Regions from separate parts of the Bombyx mori genome. Here region 1 is linked to region 2. The links are chromatin contacts, called in public Hi-C maps. All regions are on one chromosome and are shown on one strand. The core of a region is the stretch at or near the end of the contact, and the rest is flanking DNA. Distances in the headings are between cores, read along the strand shown. Region 1 has its middle 18 kb from the start of LOC119630593. Region 2 has its middle 3.8 kb from the start of LOC134201361.

The links. Hi-C and Micro-C count contacts between places; a contact is called where the count stands out from the background.
Region 1: a Hi-C map of whole pupa shows a contact between it and region 2, with 4 times the contacts expected there. The contact joins two enhancer-like sites.

What each region holds. Positions count from the first base shown.
Region 1 is chr25:6,941,372-6,946,276 of ASM3026992v2, reverse strand. No RefSeq gene overlaps it. Among protein-coding and RNA genes, the nearest start is that of LOC119630593, 18 kb to the left of the region's middle. Within about 2 kb of position 2,861, at least 8 of the 8 cell types and tissues checked have open chromatin away from gene starts, as enhancers often do.
Region 2 is chr25:6,897,605-6,902,488 of ASM3026992v2, reverse strand. No RefSeq gene overlaps it. Among protein-coding and RNA genes, the nearest start is that of LOC134201361, 3.8 kb to the left of the region's middle. Within about 2 kb of position 1,733, at least 1 of the 8 cell types and tissues checked has open chromatin away from gene starts, as enhancers often do.

The DNA.
Region 1 (4,905 bases), core at 1,612-4,111, 43 kb before region 2:
TGACGTGTTTGGGGCGACGTTGACTGCTTTCCATTCTGTCCGCAAGATCGAGAATGTAGTTACCGGCGACCACGATGACAGGGTTCTCGTGTCGTGCCGCTTTATCGAAGGGAATCCGGTGTACAATGCTACTTACTGCCTTCGAATTTTGCTGAATACGAGTATGTTTATTGGGATGCTTAAAGACTGAACCACGAATAAATTGAACAGGATTTCAAATGTATTAACGATCAGTCTGTTTGAAAAGGCTATATAAGTATTACGTGATTCATGTGTACAAGATTATACGGAGTTCGCTACCGAAAATGAAGATTTGTTGTAGGACTGGCGACTCATAATAATGTTAAGAGTACGTTTGAAAAATCGGGATTAAGAATTTTGAATGGTATGAACTGCGCTCAATGTAATATTGTAAACTAACGAAATCGATAACATTTTCTGATAAATTTAGGAAAGAAAATATTCTTTAGCCTCTTTTAACATTACATTCACTTCAGTGACATTTCTCTTACACCGCGTAAATGTACTGAATATAATATTAACGGAAATAATTAACTATAATGTAAATATATAGACTGCGAAAGGGCCAAGCCGATTTCGATGAATTTTTTAGGAAATGCTCAGAATGGCCTAGCGGGTGATCCCGGATGAGGTTTTTGGTAGCGGTCGGATCAATGTTAAATCAAAGTTCGGCCAGCAAATCAGGCCCGGCTTGACTATTAATATATCTAAAAAAAAAAAATTGTGGCGAAAAAACAGATACAACTATCAGTATGACCGGAGATCTTAGACCCGAAAACGGCTTCTTCAGTATAACCCTTAAGGGAAATCGATATATAAATAGGCAAAGAAAATAACAGTTTAGTAGATTTTGTCTTTTCTTTGTCAATTGATCTTCCTTTGTTAATAGCTATGGTGTCATTAATAAAAAAACATTAAAAAGTTTTTTCCACCTTTAACATGAAAAACTATGATTATCAAAACAAAAGAAAAACGATATCCAAAAAACGAATTTAAACCTTGAGGTGTCAGTGATTTTGGTCGAATTTTGAAAACTAGACAAACACTGGTATAACGCTATAAACTATAAAGTACAACAGAAGTAGTTAAACCATGTATTTCGAGAAGTATAGCACTATCTCATTTACCCAATTAACATTGAAATATAGATAGGGCACATAACAATTAAAACAAAACAAAAGAGGTACCTACGGTTGACATAGAGATACGATTGAATTACAAACCAAAACTTACATATCGCAACTTTAGAATAATAGAGGCTAGACCCACTTTAATTCAAAAATGAACCTAGAACGCCCCTTTTCAGCCATTGTTATGAATCATAATATATTATTATGACCAAAAGTAGTATCCTCCTCCTCGCGTCGTTTTCCTCATTACTGAGGGTCGAGACTCCCCCGCTGCATCAGTTTCTCCCGTACGATTTCCCTCCACCTTTTACCTTTACCTTTTAGTAGTTTGCCCAATGCTTGCTTAACAACTCCGCTATTTTGGAAAAACCAGACAACGACCACACCGTTCCCAAAATATATGTACATTCTAGAGAACTATCAATCACATCACTTTACCATGTTTTTGTGAATGCACTACCAAATAACCAATAATAACTTCGAACACGGTGTAAGTTATCTTTGCCGTAAGTAAATGCTAAGTAAACGAACAGATTTGGCGCTTTTTTCTTTTATTTATCGGACTTTCTGTACAATGGATTCCAATTCAAACTTAACGCCAAGGTTGTTTATACTAGTCAAGATAGGGAGGTACAGTATTAAGCGTAGAAAGAGTACAGTGGTACTACGCTACCTATCTTGAATAACGATGTTGAAATTATAAAGGTCCTTTGTCCCACCCTTCAGAGAAGAACTAAGTCGTCGTGGCCTAAAGGTTAAAACGCATTCCTGTCGAGCGATGCAGCGGTGTTCGAATCCCGCAGGCGGATACCAATTTTTCTAATGAAATACGTACTTATCAAATGTTCACGATTGACTTCCACGGTGAAGGAATAACATCGTGTAGAGTTCGCACGGGTAAGTAGGGTGGGTAGTAGGGTAGGTAGGTAGGTGGGACCCTGCCTATTTCTGGCATGAAGCAGTAATGGGTTTCGGTTTGAAGGGTGGCGCAGTCGTTGTAACTATACTTAAGACCTTAGAATTTATATCTCAAGATGCACCCACCTTGCATTTACGTTGTAGATGTCTATGGGCTCCAGTAACCACTTAACATCAGGTGGGCCGTGAGCTCGTCCACCCATCCAAGCAACAAATAAAAAGATAATTAAGCTTTTAAAGGTATCATTTGAACAGTTCCCGTTACTGATATTTTAGGCAATGTGTCAGAAATTGTGCCTTTCGATTTGTAGAGTATCTATCGTAAGCTTCAGGGTCGCGTTTCCGATCCGTTGGTAGATTCTGCGAAGCACTGCTCTTGCTAGGGTCAGTGTTAGCAACTCTCTGGTTGAGCCCCGTGAGCTCACCTACAAACGTTAGGGTGAAGCTGAAATAGCCTCTCAAGGCTATCAGCATAGGTAGGAAATTAAAAAAGTAAGCTTCAATCAACATCGTTAACATTATTTCATCTATGTTTATTTCGATGCTATTAATATTTTGAGCTCTTATCGTTTTCTCTATTATTTATAAAGAACACAGCACACGGTAACGAATAATACTATTGCAAAATCTTAATTGTAATTTCTATTATTTAACACATATTTACTGCGCAGTTATGTTTTGTACATTTGTAGACAGGAGATTTAAAAGTAAAAAGAGCGGGAAAGGTATCCAGCCGCCATGTTGGAGTGCGTTCCATTGTACGCAGCTCGGCCGCCACGTGCATCGCACATCTGCCGGACGCCGACACGCGCACCCTTCGACATCTCCTGCTCTGTGCGGCTGTATATAATGCATATCCCACAGTAATAAGTGAACATATTATCATGCACAATATAATCTTCATTTGACTAAAGTAGTTTTCATACTCTTTTCTTCTTTCTAAATCACCAATGACGTAAAATGTATATAAAATGCGAGTATTTTATGTGATAATTCTATTAGTGAATAAGATGATTGAATATTAATGTACTGAAAGTTATAGACCTTATCTCACAAGGAGGGTAGTAGCATTCGCATAACATTAGTAGTATTTAGTTTTAGTAGTAGTAGTAGCATTGTAACTATACTTGAGACCTTGGAACTTGTATCTCAAGGTGGGTGGCTAATTTACGTTGTAGATGTCTTTGGGCTCCAGTAACCATTTAACACCAGGTGGGCTGTGAGAACGTCCACCCATATAAGCGATTAAAAAAAAATCGCATTGTAAGGTTTTTGGGTTCTGGTGACCGCTTAACATCAATCGGGCTATGAACTAGTCAACTCGTTTATGGTAATTTAATAAATAAATCCATACCTATGTCACGGTAGGTAGGTATTTTGAACACTAAAATTTATTAAACAAGCCAGTATAAAACAAAAACACAAAAGCGATATTATCGTGGGGAGTGGAGCGCATGCGCGGGGTGACGGTCGCCCTCTCCGACCTCCCCTTCCTATTACGCACTCTATTTAGGGGCTGCTTGCTACAAAGAACAACTCCGGCCTATCTATTTTGGTCTCAGGGATATTGTCATAGACAAAATTATTGGATTCTGAACGCTCCCGCCGCCAGACCCACCGATGAAATATGGCGATAGCAACGCGGGAAAATAAAATTTGGCGGGATAGGTACTGCAACGCATTTTGGTTATCTAAGGTTTTGCTTGTTTTGTGACAAAATTAGAAATGTAGGAGGTACCTACTTTAAAAGTAGTAGAAGTGTAGTAACTACTACTGCTAATACTCCAAGATAACTTTTCATATCTTTTTGGATGTACCTATATTGTATTCATGAATTTCTAGCGTTATTACAAAAGTAAGACCAAAGGCTCCCATTGTATTTTGAAGCTGATACGCTAGCACCATTTTCTATATTTCAACAAGGAAAAACCGAATGTAAAGCTTCAGAGCATTTTTTGCTTTATTTTTCATTTTTTAAGGATTTAAAACAAATGTTAATAAAGACTTCGGTACAGGTGTAGTGCGACCTTGAACCGTTTCAGCGAGATTCCGAGCTGCGACCACGTGATCTTATCACGTGTAGCTGCAGGCCTTATCGGTGGCCGCTATTTACGAGACGCAGGGCCGGACGCGCGATGTAAAAACCTTTAAACATATGTGAGCATAGTCTATAGTCGACCATAGACTATAGTCGACCATAGACTTAAAACACGTAATGGACACTTGTAGGGAGATGTTTCATGTCTATTGATCTATGATCAAAAGGAATGGTTTACATGTATTTTTTCTACTTTTCTGAATAAATCAAAATTTGTAAACAAAATCGCTAGAGCCTGCCCTACTAATTTTAAGAATACATATCAAAATAAATTAATGAGTAAATGAAATAGGCTATTTGCTTAGGTGCACATTTTTATGCATAAGTGTTTAGATAAACATTAATATTTGAGTGGTTGTTTGTTTGTGACCTAAATGTTTGCACACATGTACATAATGTGTAATTTATTCGGCTGATTTGAAACTTGTTACATTTGCCGGTACTTTAGGGAAGGTATTTGTCATTGTATCATTAACGTAAGAACTGTTTTTTTATCTATGTGCATGCCAATCGTACTGGAGGAATACGTATCCACATAGTATTCCTGAATCCGTTCTAGACATACATACAAACTGGGCAGCCCCGTGCTTCATATGTATGACTCACGCTTGTAGGAAAACACATCCCACCGATACCGCAAGTAGCACAGTAGCTAAGTTTATGAAACCTCACTTAGAACTGTTATAGCTTTGTTGTTATTTTAACTTCGCGATATTCGAGCACTATATTTTTTTTATT
Region 2 (4,884 bases), core at 484-2,983:
ACGACCGGGGCTTATGGCAGGATTTGGGGGAGGCCTATGCAAAAACAAAACAATCTTTGTTGATGTCAAACGTTTAGAAAATTACATTAATAGTATGCACCTAAATATGAATTAAGATTGTTAATAAAGACAATAATAATAAATAATAATATTAATAAATGTTTGACTCATTAATGCTATAATATCCAATATTATAGCTTTTTCAGAAGAATCAATGTTACAAGGTACTATCAAAATACGTGGTTATATTATGTCCAATATAGAAGTGATTTAAAAGTATTTTTTTGTTCATATGTATTTAATGTATATAGGTTTCCTATACTGTTTTCTCTGATTAAAAATAATTATAGGCATTGTGTATTAAGTTTTGAAAAAACAAAAAAATGCTTAAATATTAAATTAAATATATGTGATATGCATAGTAAAGTCAAAATAGTCTTGAAAATAGTAAAAAAAAACCCTACAAAAAAGCTCGCCTGATGTATTTATTTCTAAAATTCGATACACTAGACTCACTCTATATAGCATTAAGGAAGGCTTAAGTTATGCTTTATATTTTACCAAAAGAACCAATTCGATAACTCTTACCAATGCTTTTAAAAATCGAAATTAAACTTCCCATACAAACTAAATCGTGAAATGGTGAATCGGCTTGAGGCGCGGGGCCGCCGGTATATTTCCGACATAATACCGCTGCGTCGAGCGATTACTACTATATATTCTATATACATTTAATAGCTATACAGGCGCGCATAGAACTGGCCGTACTTATGTGAGCGCTACGTGGCGCGCGCACTCAGCGCTACAGCGCTTCGCATTCGAGACCGTCTATTCATACAAGAGTGTGCAGCGGTTCAGCGTAAAGCTTTCTAGGCAGTCAGCTTATTATTATCGTAGATTGGCGTCGGCGCAACTACACGGCGTTAGAAGGACGTTCCGTTTTAAATATCAGGTTTTATTATTATGAAGAGCGGCGCAGCGGAGTGCGGACGGTGCGGCGGACGGTTGCGTGCGATAACATTTGACATTCGTAATTACTCGAGCGCGGACAGCGGTGTGGCGCAGGCGAGGCCGGCTCCGCGGCCATTCCGTCGGACTCCGGACAAAGAGGTCGCGCGTTGCGTCAGCGGCCGCCGGTTTGACAATCGCGCGTCGACGCCGCCCGCGCCGCCCTCACTCACTCGCCCGCATTTCACATACACTGCCGAAATATACGCCAGCCTTGAATGACACTACCCGCAACATTACCAAATGCTCGCTTCTAGTTATGTTTCCGCACTAACATAATTAACTCTATTTCACATTAATATCAATGTAAAGAAAAGGGAGCTGAATTATTTGAAGTAATAACACCGTTAGGAGCTTTATAAATACTAGGTTCAGACGAAAAATAGTAGTAGGTACTAAGCGGCAAATACTTGTCTCCATAAAAATAACTTTAATTTCGAAACCGAGAATTTTATTACACTTTCTCGATTTTCATTCTCTATATTCCTCTTTGCGAAAACCATAATTTCTGGTATCTTAATGAGCCCTAAAACATCCGAGACAACCAGTCCGCTCTCGACGCTTGTCGCGGAAGTTTATTCCTTAGAATTCTCTTTATAAGAACGATATTAAGAATTTGAGGTCAACTACGTCAGGCGAAGTCAAAGAGCAGAGAAGCAGAGAGAGATAAAACGCCGTAGGAAAACATTCCGTAAAGTATAACACGCCAAAATTCAGAAGACACCTAAAGTTGTAGCTTCTTGGTATTTGATGGGGTTCTTAAACTCGGAAGGGTACGTTCTCGACTGGAGATGTACACAGCTCGTCTCGACTGGATAGAAACACGTAAAGTTATAAGAAGAATACGGCGCCTTTTGCCTCGTCGTAGGAGGCTATTTCCGACGTCGATGTAGCTTGCTGGCCCGCTACTTACCGATGTACGTCGTCTATTCAAATGAAGCAATGAATTAGGTTTTGTACGCGCACGAAAGAATGGGACTGTTATCTCCTCGTCTTTAATTTGTCGTTTTCCATGCTTAATATGTGGATATACTATCTTGTTTCAAGTTTTACTTACCTACTTTTAATGTTTGTAGTTCTTGAAAATGTTGTTGAATAATTTTAATCAAATTCTTATGCCAGATCCACTTTGCTAATAGCTAGCTTATAAATTAGAAAAAAGTATTCGGAATTGTGTGTAAATTGGTCGATGCTAAGCTTAGAAGTTTTGCTTACATAAAAAGTATTAACAAATTATTATATTTACATAAAATCTAACCATATTTATTGTACTAAGCAATTTTTTAGCTAATTCACTTTCTCGCTTCAAGAAGTAAATAAATGCCAAATTCGTCGTAAATTCATTTTCATGTATTGTTTAATATATAAATACATATGACGTGATATTATAATATATATACGTGATTATATCACGATCGGGATATGATCATCAAGCCTCATGATGTATGTACAACGGTGCTCACGCCGTGGACTCACACCAAATAACCATGAGGTGAAAAAAAGCTTGTATATTTTTCTCGACAGTTTCTTAGGCCCTAGATTCGTCATAGCTTTCATAGCTAGGTATCCCATAACTTAGTAAAAACCTCCAAAAGTAATTAAGCTATGATCAAATATTTAATTAACATAATTAAATTATATGTCTTCTTTGAGTGATTTCTGACGAGTTTACATTGTTTTTGGTAGTCGGTTACTGGCTGGTTACAAATATATTTTCTTTATTTTGAATATTGTAGTTTCAATAAGTTCGAAAATGCACTTTTGTATTACAGCTATTTTATGAATTTTTCAGTCGGAATTAGTTGAAGCAATTGTTATTTTTTTTTTTTAAATAGTTCACATATGTATCGTGCGTTTAAAAAGTCGTATAACTAAAAGGAAGCGCCACGATTTTCTTTTGTTTTTTGTTGTTTTTAAAGCCACTGTAATCAGTTTTACGGTCAGTTACTTAAATTACGAAAAACTTATCGTTTTAGGATCGTCATACAAAACGATAACATTAAAGTCCGTTTCAATCTGAGCCAATTATTCAGGAATAACCTGAAACTACTAAAGATTTATTTTTAAAAATCTGCTTCGACTGCGATCTAAAATAAAATCCTTGTAGGCGTAGCTACACCTTCATAAGTTAACTTGATTGTGCTCTGTTCTGAAGCCAATTTTACTTTAGATATTTGTATTTTGGAAAGCCGTTTTGATTTTGAAGGAAGTAGTTACGTGCCTTTTACGTATTTCAGCTAGTACCGATCAGGACCTCCAAGGTAGGGGCGACGGTACCAAGCCTGTCTTGATGTAAGATTCGCGGGTTCAAGCTCGGACTTTTTGTTATTGCTTAGATGGGTGGACGAGCTCACAGCCCACCTGGTGTTAAGTGGTAACTGGAGCCCATAGACATCTACAACGTAAATGCGCCACTCATCTGGAGAAATAAGGTCTAAGGTCTCAGTATAGTTACAATGGAAATAAGTTCTAAGGTCTGAGTATAGTTATAACGGCTACCCCACCCTTCAAACCGAAACGCATTACTGCTTCATGGCAGTAATAGGCGGGGTGGCCTACCCGTGCGGACTTACAAGAGGTCTTGCCAGCAGTATTCAGTACTTCATTGATAGATATGTTTAAAAAATTTCTCGGGTGGTTCTTAGAGCTTTAAAAACTCGTTAGCAATGCTCTCAAGATTATGTTTGATTTTTTTGTATTAAAATCAGAAAAGATTAATTTTGAAAACTTTTTGAAAAATATATATATTTATTATTAAGCACTATGGTCCATTTTTGAATCGATAGTAGATTTTGTTCTTTCAGAACTTCGTGTTCTAACAATCGTAGTTAAAGTGATATCAATTGTTTTTTTTTTCTTATTTTCATTACATTGCTGGTATCCTTGTCTTCAGGCGAAAGAGTATGATTCCTTTGCACTTCAAAACGTTGTACGGGGGTAATAACTCGAGCACGCTACGCTTCGTCACTATATGCATAATCAGAGAGTATTTAATTAATTTCAATGTATACCATAGAACAAAGTTTGGTAAGAGACCTTCCCCGATCGTCTCGGATTGGAGCCGTTTTGTCGGGTCTTATGATCATGAACATGGCGCGTTGTAACTCAACGCGGGAGACAGATGCTCATGTATGTGCGTTCTGAGTCGCTGCGACGTGACGTCATCGCGCTAACTTTAGTCCCGAGCAATGATTAACAAAGCGAATAAAGCTCAAGGATGCCGACAATTATGTCAATAGGAGACCTGCAGTTTCCCGTTAAAAAGTGACTGTTTATTATTTATTTATATTTTCATTGCGTAGATAGATGCGTGAGCGACTCCACGAAGTTTCTGGTGTTAAGTGAATATGATGACGTCATCATAATTGCGCCTCCTTCGCGGCAGAAATAGGCAGATTTGTAATTGATCCTACCACCAGTAAATATTTACTGGTGTTAAGTGATTACCCGAGGACATAAGTCACACCGTGAATATGATGACGTCATCATAATTGCGCTATGTCTGTTTAGCTCTTCAAACTGCTTCGCGGCAGAAATAGGCAGATTTATAATTGGTCCTACCACCAGTAAATATTTACTGGTGTTAAGTGATTACCGGAGGACATAAGTCACACCGGGAATATGATGACGTCATCATAATTGCGCTATGTCTGTTTAGCTCTTCAAACTGCTTTGCGGCAGAAATAGGCAGATTTATAATTGGTCCTACCACCAGTAAATATTTACTGGTGTTAAGTGATTACCGGAGGACATAAGTCACACTGTGAATATGATGACGTCATCATAATTGCGCTATGTCTGTTTAGCTCTTCAAACTGCTTCGCGGCAGAAATAGGCAGATTTATAATTGGTCCTACCACCAGTGATTATTGGTTG